2 separate regions of the Mus musculus genome follow, and region 1 is linked to region 2. The links are chromatin contacts, called in public promoter capture Hi-C maps. All regions are on one chromosome and are shown on one strand. The core of a region is the stretch at or near the end of the contact, and the rest is flanking DNA. Distances in the headings are between cores, read along the strand shown.

The links. Promoter capture Hi-C pulls out the DNA fragments that hold promoters and counts their contacts.
Region 1: a contact with region 2 is called in a promoter capture Hi-C map of liver, with 2.5 times the contacts expected there. The contact joins two enhancer-like sites. A contact is called at or near these places in 3 of 39 promoter capture datasets (liver and macrophages), 1 of 484 Hi-C or Micro-C datasets (nephron progenitors), 1 of 115 datasets of contacts at active chromatin or transcription factors (embryonic stem cells) and 2 of 9 other capture datasets (adipose tissue and pancreatic islet).

What each region holds. Positions count from the first base shown.
Region 1 is chr6:149,151,320-149,157,360 of GRCm38.p6, forward strand. It overlaps a transcript of Amn1 not described here. Among named protein-coding and RNA genes, the nearest start is that of Etfbkmt, 13 kb to the left of the region's middle. Within about 2 kb of position 3,857, at least 62 of the 459 cell types and tissues checked have an H3K27ac peak or open chromatin away from gene starts, as enhancers often do. A contact at or near this core is called in liver, where this site is marked.
Region 2 is chr6:149,073,284-149,079,549 of GRCm38.p6, forward strand. All of the region lies in intron 2 of Dennd5b (DENN/MADD domain containing 5B), which reads right to left. It overlaps Gm23462 (a small nuclear RNA gene), which reads right to left and starts at 823; the gene lies at 720-823. It also overlaps the pseudogene Gm15780. Within about 2 kb of position 4,223, at least 12 of the 459 cell types and tissues checked have an H3K27ac peak or open chromatin away from gene starts, as enhancers often do. A contact at or near this core is called in liver, where this site is marked.

The DNA of each region.
Region 1 (6,041 bases), core at 2,607-5,106, 78 kb after region 2:
AGGCAACCACAGTATGCAGCAGAAATGGCTTCTCACATTATGGTGACCAGGAAGCAGAGAGCAAGGGACCAGGGATAAGGGTGGGTTCACTGGTCCCAAGGAACAAGACCAGGGAAGTTGCCATGGGGAAGAGAATGAGAGAAAGAGTGTACAAGCAGGGAGAGAAAATGCAGGAGAGAGGGAGGGAGAGAGAGGGAGACCAAAATATCTGGGTTATATAGGGAAGATCTTCTATGGGTGGGGAAGCCCAGCACGTCAGCTGGACAGTTCATGACAGAGGGCTGGGTATGCCAATTGTGTGCCCTGTAACAGGTGGGAGAACCTGGAGGTCAGGTTCACTTTGTTATGTAAAATATGCATTTCAGCCACTTGGTTCCAGGTCTGAATCCCAACACTTAAGATCCACTTATGAACACGAATTCACTGGGGATGGACTAGGCTTTCAACACAAATCTTGGCAGTGAGGAGGTATTACAGATTAAAGCTATAACTGGTTATGTAGAGGAATTTTAGTTCAACAATATGGCTGCTCTGGCAAGGGATCACATCCAAAGGCTTTCTAAGTTTATGTGATTCAGCTGGAATACAGGTACTCCCTAGATCACAGTAGTTGTGGTGTGGCTGGAATGCAGTCATTTCTTTAGTGCATACCTTTAGTCCCAAACAATGAAAAGTAAGGTTAGGGGCTGGCGAGATGGCTCAACTGTTCTTCCAAGGTCCTGAGTTCAAATCCCAGCAACCACACGGTGGCTCACAACCACCCGTAATGAGATCTGACACCCTCTTCTGGTGTCTGAAGACAGCTACAACGTACTTATGTATAATAATAAATAAATCTTTTTTTAAAAAAAAGAAAGAAAAGTAAGGTTAGTTTATAGATGGAATCAGTCATGTTTGAAAGTGATAGCTAGTTGAGGGGCAGAGAAAGTGACTAATCAAAGATTTGACCGAATGAGTCAGAGAGTAGGATATGCCCAACTCTCAAGACAACAGAGAGGAAGCAGTTTTATAGAGAGATGTTTTAGGAAGATAGAATAAGCCAGAGGATAAGGAGCCAGAAGATTAGAATAAAATGCTAGTTAGTTTAAGGCTAAGCAGAGCAATTCAGTGAGAAGCTGAAATAAGCCAAATTGAGTAAGAGACTGGAGAAGAGTTTGAGCCAGAACAGCTGAGTTGAACCATCCAGCTAGAGTTCAGAAAAAAGCTAGAGAGAGTATTGTGGTAAATCTCCAACTATGCCCCGGTAATGAAAATAACTCAATTTATATTGAATACATGCTGTGTGCCTAGATTGGGCAGATCTACCGCTACACTACCATCTTCCACATCTATGAGACCCCTTAGGACTTGCAGTTTCTCCAGGTCATGTGCTTCTGCTCAGTTTCTCTTCTTCCTACTCCTCTGTTCCTCTCCCTATTCCATTTTTCCTTTTTCCCTCTCCCCACCTTCCTCTCCACCTTCCCTTTTATCTGTTCAATCATCAGCTCTCCTTTATTTTATAAATTAAGGTGTGAAGTTTACAGGAAATCACCTGAGTGTTGACCCATTCCTCGTTTGCAACCACTCACATGAAAATGGATTTAACATCAAATATAATTAGGCCCAGGGCTACCTACAATAAGAGGGTGAGTTCATTCAGCAGTAAGCCTCCAAAATAATTTTTATCAGGCAAATTAAAGATACTTCTATGGGCTTAAAAAAAAATAAAAAAATAAAAAAACCAAAGTTTCTCTATTCCTTCTGAGGCAACCAAATGGTCTATTCACTGGGTTAAGAAATGGTTTTTATCTCAGGAGGCAGAGGCAGGTAGATTTCTGAGTTCAAGGCCATCCTGGTCTACAAAGTGAGTTCCAGGACAGCCAGGGCTATATAGAGAAACCCTGTCTCGAAAAAACAAACAAACAACCAACCCCCAAAAAAAGGTTCTTAATTATTTTGGAAATTTTGGATTTGTACTTACATATGTTATACTTCCTATTATCTGATTTAAAAGTTGAGCACTGCCACTTTGCATGTTATAAATACCAAATTTAGTCTTTCCAAGGTACCCTCATAGTCTTATACATTGCTTTGGAATTGTCTTGGATGCTTGAATTACATATTTTCTAACAATAAACACCAGGATACTATGATGATAAGATTAGATTTAAAAGGCAGAGAGGTAGCAAAATTAAAAACAAACAAAAAGAACTACGGTAACTATATAGGAATTTGGGGGCTAGGGATGCAGAATATTGTTTTAGAAGGTTTTTACTGTTTTGTGTCCATCTATGTGTCCGTGGCCTTGAACTCATATTCCAGCCTCTACCAAAAGTGCTGGATCCTGATTTGTGCAATACTAGGGACTGAACCCTGATCTTTGTATAAACTAGGCAAACTATCAACTGATAAAGTGCACTGGGATCTTGGAAGTTCTGTACTTGTGATTCTGGACTTTTGGAAGTCAGAGAATTTTAATTACCCAGTGAGTCGACTGCTGCTACTCAAAATTTTCATTAGTATCTACGTGGGGGGGGGGGCTTAGAAATGTAAACTTGGGAGCTGGAGAGATGGCTCAGTGGTTAAGAGCACTGACTGATCTTCCCATGTGGTGGCTCACACCATTTTTAATGGGATCTGATGCCCTCTTCTGGTGCTGTCTGAAGACAGCGTCAGTGTACATATATAAATAAAAGAAATGTAAACATGCAGCTTGGGAAGCAAGTAGGAAAATTTCAGATCCTCACTTCTCTCTCAGCTCCTCTAAAACCAATCCCCCAGCCCCATTTCCTGCTTTGCAGCAGACCACCTGCTGCGGCTTCCCATTCTCCCTGCCCCCATCTTCAATGGATCCCCTAATTTCCCTCCTGCTTCTCATTGCTTTTTCCCAGCCCCCAACTCAAGCAGGCACTCCCTGGAAACTTGCAGGCCACTTAGGTCAGGGATGCTGGTAGGATAATGGCAGAGCTCTCTAGGCTGCTCCCTCGGACACCAATCCCCTAATCTGAGACCAAACTGTGGGAAACCAGACCTTCAACAACTCCCACCCTGAAGATCCAACTGACCCTTTGATGGGAGCAGAGTCACCTCCTCCTTCTTGTCTCGACTTGGTGCCTGGGACTGTTTAGATAGAGCCAGCATTCCAAGATAAGCTGCTAGATGTTTGAAGCCTGCACTCAGCATCCTCCCCAGATGTCCGTCCCTCTCTCTGTGCTTTGATCATTCCCCCTCGGCCCCTCCCTATTTTCTCTCACTGTGTGCTTATAATCAGGCTCCTAGCCTCCATTAAACAGACCTTGACAACCCTTTGTTTGGTCTCTCTCCTCTCACCTGTTTCTTTTTCAGGCTTGGTCCCCCTCAATCCCACGAATAACTAGGTCGGGATACTAACCTTATATCCAGTTTGGTAACAGACCACTTGCAGCAGCCCCACCTCCTTCTCCAGTGGGTCACACAAATCTCCTCCAAACTCCATTCACTGCTTTATTCCAGCCCCAACATCAATGGGCACTCCCTGCGAATAGCCCAGGCCTTGGTTTTGGACCCCTGGACAAGAAACTGAGCTGCATATTTTACATATCGAAGCAGATCTGACTTCCAGGTTTTCCCAGCATTCCTCAGTCCCTACCTGACATACCCTGCCTCCAACCTTGAATTTTCCAGACCAGGGGCTGGGCTGCCCTTCCCCCAGAGGCCTTTCCCTATATAATCCAGACATTCCATCTCTCCTCTTCTCTCTGCAAGTGCCTGTAACCCCTTTCTCTCTTCCTTACTTATCCCCCTCCCCCATTTTTCCATGGTGACTTCCCTGGCCTTGGGGCCAGTGAACTCCCCCACCTGAGAGCAGCTTTCCAATAGAGGTACCTAAATCTAATCTGGCCTAAATTGGCTCATATCACCGATGGTGTTGAAATAACCTATCAGATGGTGCTGAAACCTGAGAATAGAAAGCTTCCCCCAAAAGTAAGGGTCTAAGAAATGAAGGTCTAGGGGTGAAGGGGTCTATTCATTCCATTTTGTCTACAGTCAGAAACTCGGCCATAAGCCACCTGCTCCAGTAGCAGACCCCAAAGTCCAAGGAACAAGACAATAAAATCTCCCACCCAAGGAATGGCCTGAAGATAGCCACATGAATGGGAGATATCTGGTCTCAAGATAAGCCATCTGTGCTTGGCAGCCGATCCTGTGGTTAATCATTCTTGAAGCAAAAATGCAGTCCTGGCACTCTCCAATGAGGTTTTAGATTACCTAACTCTAACAATATAATAATGAAATATTTACCTATATTAAGTCTAAGTCACTTTGCTTCTATAGCTGACCTGCCTAACTTGCTCCAGAAGCTGCAGTCTCAGGCTTTAGCACCTCATAGTAAAGCAGGGGGTATTAAGCAGCCTTTGATCTATCTCTGCAGGAACTGCTTGGCTCTCCTCACAGCCTGCCTAGTTGAAGTCACAAGAAGGGTGGAGGAAGGAGCACAATTAGGAATGAACTTGGTGGTGTTTACTCCACAATGTGAAATCAATGGAACTTCAGTAAACAATCTCTGTAATGGTGTCACTGTGAAGCTTTGGCTGGCCAAGATTATGCTATGTAGATCAGGCTGTTCTCAAACTCAGAGATCTGCCTGCCTCTGTATCCTGAGTGCTGGAATTAAAGAGGTGCTACGACCACGCCCAGGTCTATAATGGTATTTCATATTTACTTTTTTTTTTTTTTTTGGTTTTTCGAGACAGGGTTTCTCTGTATAGCCCTGGCTGTCCTGGAACTCACTCTGTAGACCAGGCTGGCCTCGAACTCAGAAATCCACACTCCCGAGTGCTGGGATTAAAGGCGTGCACCACCATGCCCAGCTCATATTTAACTTTTACACACTCTGGGCCTGGAACTGCACCACCTAGCATGCATGGAACCATAGGTTCAATATTCAGTAAACACACACACAGACACACATACAGTGAGAGAGAACCTATTTTGCCAAGAAAGAAGCACATTAGCACATCTTTTGAAAGAGCAGCCATAGAACCCAATGAAACTGCCTTGGGATACAACAGCTCAGTGGTAGCATGTCTGTCTAGTATGTATGGTACCTGAGTTCAAGCCATAGAACGGAGGAGAGTAAGAACCAATGAGATGAGTGTTTTAGCGGAAGCCTCAGTGATGTTAACACATTGAATGGCTGCCTCTGTGTGTGAATCCCACCCAAGCCTTGTGCAAGCTAGGCAAGTGTTCTGTCACTGAGCCACTTGTGCAGCTGAAGGTCTCATTTTAACTGATGAATTATTACCATTTACTTAAGTGAAATAAGTATATCAGTTTCTATAAAGAGGTAACAGGCCTTATGTTCCACTTTGCTTTTGGCTGACGTTTTCTAAACACATCTTTATTTAGAATTCTACCCATATCTCCTAGAATAGCTCAAATACCTACACTAGAAATAGGAATATAAAGGTAAAATAAGTTGAAGTGGAAGTTTCTGATTTCTTTGGAAACTATGTCATGTCATATGATGTTTTGCTAAAGCAGACACATGGAAGAATGTTAAAGCAGACATGTGAAAGAATGTTTTGCTGAAGCAGACACAGATGAAAGGATGTTTTGCTGAAGCAGACATATGATGTTCAGAAAATATAAATATATCCCCATAGACAGTCGGAGGTGGCTCTGGCATTGCACCTTGCTCTGCCTAACTAGTCTTTGCTGATGAGGCTCTGGCTTTGGTTTGCCTTGCTGATTTGTGATTGGTGACTGCCCAGTGGACTGGATTGAAGCTGCTGATGCCTATTGGTGTTTTGCTAGAGGACTGGACTGTGGACAACAAGGACTGAAATAGCCGCCCCCCCAAAAGAACTATTTCTAAACAGTTTTAAAATAACCTTTCTTTTCCACTTCCTCTCATGGGTGGTGAGCTAGAAGGGACAACCCTTATTAAAATAGGTTTTGAAAAATCTAAGCCTACAATAAATCATTTGAAACTTTTTTAATTAAAGAAACAAATCCAGCCCTGTCCCTATCAAGTAGAATTTACATAATAATTACCATTAAAAAGTGGCTCAAGCCGGGCA
Region 2 (6,266 bases), core at 2,973-5,472:
CAAACCAACATATAAGAATTTTAAGATTAAAACTTGTGAGGAGAGAACTTACTTCCTTCTGGTGGTCCAACAAAATTTGAAATTCATACTGTGGCTCAGTTTGATAACCATACTTCTCAGGTCTAGCAGGTAAGTCGGAGCTTAACAGAAACAATGCTAGCATCTTCAGCTGTGTAAGGTTGTGGGAAGGTAATTACATGGCCAATTAGAAGTGTACTGGTATTCTGAAAGGTGACAGGAGTGCAGCAAATGGGAGTTCTCAGCTGGGAAACTCATATCCTTCACTAAGCTCAAATATTCATCAAAGCTTCAAAACTCATTAAACAGATCTTCTGCTGGCTCAAGGCACAGCTGAGTACAAGCTGGGGTAACTGATGTTTTACTGCTCGTGGCATGGATACAGGAGTGGAAAGCAGACTCTGTCCCTGCATCCCCAGCACCACTTATCTCTCCCAAGATACATCAGCAGCCTGCTCACTAATAAAAATACAGCGTATGTAATTTTTTTGCACCAGTTGATTGACACTATAAAACGGAGAGGCTTTTTGTTGAGACAACATCACCAAAACAATTGTTTGTAAATGTTCTTGAATCCTGGGTTAAAAACTAAAAAGATTGTAAATATTGTCATAAATATTTGGGAGGATTTTGCCATGGAATGAGTGAGTTTATTACGCATGTAGCAAGCAAAAAGAAGAGATGACAAGTGCAGCCGGATAAAAAATATGGAATGCTTTACAAATCTGCATATCATCCTTGCGCAGGAGCCATGCTAATCTCTGTACTGTTCCAATTTTAGTATATGTGCTGCTGAAGCGAGCACAAGGGAGAATATTTTATTCCTTTAGAAAATGTAGGCATATGTCTTCCATTTTCTAAAACAATAAGCCAAAATGATAGGTTTTTATAATTTTAATCTGAAATTGAATAAATGTTTTTCATAGATTTAAAAAAAAAAAACTAGCTGACTTGAAGCTGTCATGTTGCATGGAAGACCAAATGAAGAGAAAGCACAGTGTCAGCAGTCCTAGCCACAATCCTAGCCTAGGAGACAGACCCATGAGCACTAGTCTTCCTAGTCATATGCCTAGCCTAGGAGACAGAACTGTGACCAGTCTATGAACCACTCTAATGCTAAATACAGTAGAACATGCCAAACTTGCCCAAATTGCAGATTCCTATACTATCTTGCTTGCTTACTTACTATTTTTTTTTTTTGGTTTTTCGAGACAGGGTTTCTCTGTGTAGCCCTGGCTGTCCTGGAACTCACTCTGTAGGCCAGGTTGGCCTCGAATTCAGAAATCCGCCTGCCTCTGCCTCCCGAGTGCTGGGACTAAAGGCGTGCGCCACCACGCCCAGCACTTTTTTTTTTTTATTATTTATTTTTAAGACACATTCATATATAGCCAGGCTTTGGACATGTATCCAAAGATGGTCTTGATTTACTAATACTCCTGTTTATGCCTCCCCAAATGCTGCAATTAAAGGCCCGTGCTACTGTGCTGTTGCGTGAAATATTTAAAAAGCAATCCATGCTACGCCAGCATGGCACTGGTGGACAGGCCAGCCTGTTCTCAGCCCAGCAGACAGGCACTATGCCTGGCTCTTTTTGTATTAAAGGATTTGTTTTTATTTGATGTGCAAGAGTGTTTTGCTGTATATATGTACGTGTACACCATGTACCTGCCTGGTGCCCAAGAGAGTCTAAAGAGTACCAAATCCCCTGAAACAGGAGTTAACGGTTGTTAGCTGCCATGTGAGCGCTGGGAACTGAGCCTGGATCTTTTATGAGAGCAGTAAGTGCTCTTAATTGCTGAGTCATGTCTTCAGCTCCCCAAATCTTCTCTTTTTATATCAAGTAGGCACTATGAAAATAGAGTAAAATACAAAGGCACTATTTTTAAAAAGTTAAATTTAACTTAATTTTTTTGTTTTCATGTTTTTTATTGTTGTTACTGTTGGTTTTGGTTTTTGGTTTGTTGATAGGGTCTCATGTGTTCCTGTCTGGCCATGAGCTCTGCATAGCCAGCCAAGGATGAACTTGAATTTCTGATCCTCCTGCCTCTATGTTACAAGTGCTAAGATTATGTCACTATGTAGGCTGAAGACTCAATTTTATTGACAGGATTTCCTAATATCTAAGCTAGAAAATCAAAGCTCATAGTGTTTTTGAAAAGTGGCCACATATACAGTTAAGGGTTTGTAGCTTTCTTAAGAACACATTCAAACATTTACAGGAAAAGCTTGCCAGAAGTTATATTCAAAGGAAGAAAGACTTTCTATGCCACAGATAACAGATGTAAGAATTTTTCTTACATGCTTTTCTACAAAAAATCAAAAGGACAAGATATGTATTTATAATCTAGGAGTTGTGAATGAGAAAACAAGATGAGGCTTTTAAAAGCCAGAATTATATAAATTACTAGGAAACAAGACATCTCTCTCAGAAAAACTGAGACATAAATCGTAATTTGCTTACCATGGCTCAAGTATCTTGTTAACCCACAATATTGTACTTTCTAACAATATACTCTTCAACTCACAATAAAATAACTAAAAAATAAAATGTGTCTTGTAACCAAATATTGGACAGTGCTGTCCACAGCCCTCCTCTAGCATGATCAGCCAGTGTCCTTAGTTACCTCCCCTTCCAGGCACTTTGGCTACAATTTCATCAGATTTATTTATTATTTATTTAGCGGGCTGGTTTCTTGAGTTTCATGTAGCCCAGGCCAGACTTTAATTTATGATGTGGATGATAATGAACCCTACTGCCTGCATTTGTTAAGTACTGGGATTATAATTTTGGCTTGAGTTTTAGCAAGTTCCTCTTCTATATTCTATAATTCTAATACTCTTTTCCTCATTAGCCTATGAAAGAAAAATTATTCAGAAAACCCAATGGAGCTGGGCATGGTGGCGCACGCCTTTAATCCCAGCACTCAGGAGGCAGAGGCAGGCGGATTTCTGAGTTTGAGGCCAGCCTGGTCTACAGAGTGAGTTCCAGGACAGCCAAGGCTACACAGAGAAACCCTGTCTCAAAAAAACAAAACAAAACAAATAAATAAATTCCTTAAAAAAAAAAAAGAAAAGAAAACCCAATGGAATAGCTCACTTTGCCCTCCTACCTTCTTTCTGCCTTCCTTTCTTTAGTACACTATTATTTTATCTTGTGTATTGCATCAGACTTAGAAGAAAAATATGAGAATAATTCTTTTTTTTTTTTTAAAGATTTATTTATTTATTATATGTAAGTACACTGTAGCTGTCTTCAGATGCACCAGAAGAGGGCATCAGATCTCATTAAGGGGGGTTGTGAGCCACCATGTGGTTGCTGGGATTTGAACTTCGGACCTTCGGAAGAGCAGTCGGGTGCTCTTACCCACTGAGCCATCTCACCAGCCCGAGAATAATTCTTTACTTAAGTGATTTCATAGTCTAGTAGGAAAGACAGACATAAACTAAGCTGCTATGGGAGATGATCAAGGTGCTCCAGGAGCAAGAAGAGATCACTCAATTATGTAGCTTCAGATATGGTTTTGTACTCAGTAGCACCTGACAACAAGGACAGGGAAGAGAAGCAAACAGGGCCACCTTATTACTTAGTCAGGCTTTGAGTATCTAAACTATGTGCTAAGTTAGGGTTCTAGCAAGGAATAAGAGAAATTATTTTTTTTAACTTTTTATTGATTCTTTGTGCATTTCACATCATGTACCTCAATTCCGCTCATCTCCTTGTCCCTTCATATCTATCCTCTACCCTTGCAATCTCCCCTATAAAAGAAAACAAAAAATAAAATAAGAAAATAATTAAAAGAATAAAACCTCAGTGTGTCACAGAGTATATACTCTTTTACCCATACAACTTTACTTGCAAGTGTTCATTGCAATGAGTCATTGGTCTGGTTCCAGGCCTCTGGATTCTGCTACACTATCAATACTGGATCCTCACCAGAACTCCTCTTGGATATCCTGTTGTTGAACTGTGCCATGGAGATCCTGTAGCTTTGGATGTGAAGGGCCAGCCTTTTCACACACTCCAGAGGTTCATGGATGAGGTAGATGTTGGGGTGGGCCAACCAAAGCCCTGGATCTGGGCCTGGCTGGTAGCTGAGCTGGTCAGCCTGCCAGATCTCTTGTGCTTGTGCCACCAGAGCCAGCTCTCCTGCCTGTGGCAGCCAGAAAAGAGCAGACTGGTTCTTCTATGCTCACACCACTGGGGCCAACTCTTTTATACCCACACCACTGAGGCCAGCTCTCCCTTACCTACCACCAGGGCCAGCTCTCTAGCACTGTCCCAGTGAGGGGTGGGGCCAGCTCTCTGCAGCATTTAGACATCAACAGTATCCCAGGTGGCAGCCTAGACCAGGGACTTCCACAGGGCCAGGGACTTCAACACAGGCTCTTGCTGCTGAAGGGCAGTGGACCCAGATGTGGCCCTCAGAGGCAGCATGGGTGGGACATCACGATGGCCTCAGGTGGCAGTGCAGGCTACTCCCATCAGGCTGTTCCTCACCACTCTCTCATTTCCAGTTCCACCTCTCTTCACAAAGCACAAACCATTCCACTTCTCCCATTTCTCCCACAGACTTGATCATTGTGGTGGCATTGCAGGCTGTGCCATGTGGCAGTGGGTAAGCCTCTAAGTGAAACTATTTTGTCCCTTGTGATGTCAACATTATAACAAGAGATATAGATTTGAATGCTAATTATGTAATTAATAACTGCAACTGAAACAGGGATTATAAAAAGATATAGGATTGTAAGGAACCTGTTAAAGGGACACCTTCTCTAAGAATATCCAATTTAAAATAAAATCTTAACAATCAAGAATTTACCATAGGTGCTGGAGAAATGGCTTAGTCATTAAGTCATTAATAGTGTTTTTGCAGAGGATCAGAGTTTGGTTTTCAGTACCCATGTCAAGAAGCTCACGGTTGCTTGTAACCAAGGGATCTGATTTCTCTGGATGTTACTGGTACTCACTCTCACAGATATACACATTAATAAATAAATATTTTAAAAACATGTACGTATGTACATACATACATAGGGCACACATGCCATTGTATATGTGTATAGGTCAAAGGGTAATTTTTGGAAATTGATTCTATCCTTGTACAACTCGGGTTCTGGGGACTGTTTGGTGTTGAATTGTTCGGTGGCAAGTGCTTTTACCTGTTGAACTATCTCACTGGGCTTATTATAAAATAAGCCTTTCATAAATAATAATAATAATAATAATAAATAATTTACTTTGGAAAAGAGAGTCGAATGAAGAGAAGTATTAGCAGAAGCAGAAGTCAATTAGACAGTGATTAATAAATCCAAGTAAGAGATTGGGTTTCTTTGTGTAGCCCTGGCTGTCCTTGAACTTAATCTGTAGACCAAACTGGTTTGTCTCATAGGTTATTCTAAATCCAGGTAAGATGACAATGAAAGATTAACCATCATAATGCATATGGTGGTCTGAATAGATATGGCCCCCACAGACTCATGTGTTTGAATGCTTGGCTCATAGGGAGTGGCACTATTAGGAGGTGTGGCCTTGTTGGAGAAAGTGTGTCACTGTGGGAGCAGGTTTTGAGGTCTCCTAAGCTCAAGTTACACCCAGTGTGGAACACAGTCTCTCCTTGCTGCCTGAGAATCAAGATGGAAAACTATCAGCTCCCTCTCCAGCACCATGCTGGCCTGGATGTGCCATGCTTCCTGCCATGACTGAACCTCTGAACCTGTAAGCCAGCTCCAATAAAATGTTTTCCTTCCTAAGAATTGCCATGGTCACTGTGTCTCTTCACAGCAGTAATATCCTAAGACAATGCATATCTAAAAACAACATACCTGAAGTACCTAGCAGGCATCTACCAAATAACTTCCTTTCCTTACAGTCAGGCCATAATGGAAACCTTTATGTTTTTTGGCTCTACTTTTGAAATTCTCAAGAACTACATCTATACCAGATCTCAACCTGCCATTAGTAGTTTCTGTGTCCATCTTGTCTGATCTCTTATTTGCTTATGTTGGGTCTCTTTAATTATGTTTGTTATAGAGGTGATAAAGGTCTAAAGTACTACCAAGCAGAATACTTCATAGAACACTGAAAAAAAACCAAACAAACAAACAACTAAACAACCAACCAACCAACCAAACAAACAAACCTATTGCCTTCCTCCCTCCCATGAATCTCAAAGGAGACATTTATTTAAAGATTATATTTATTGTTACTGTTTATGTGCATACACATATGGTGTGTGGGGTATTGGCTA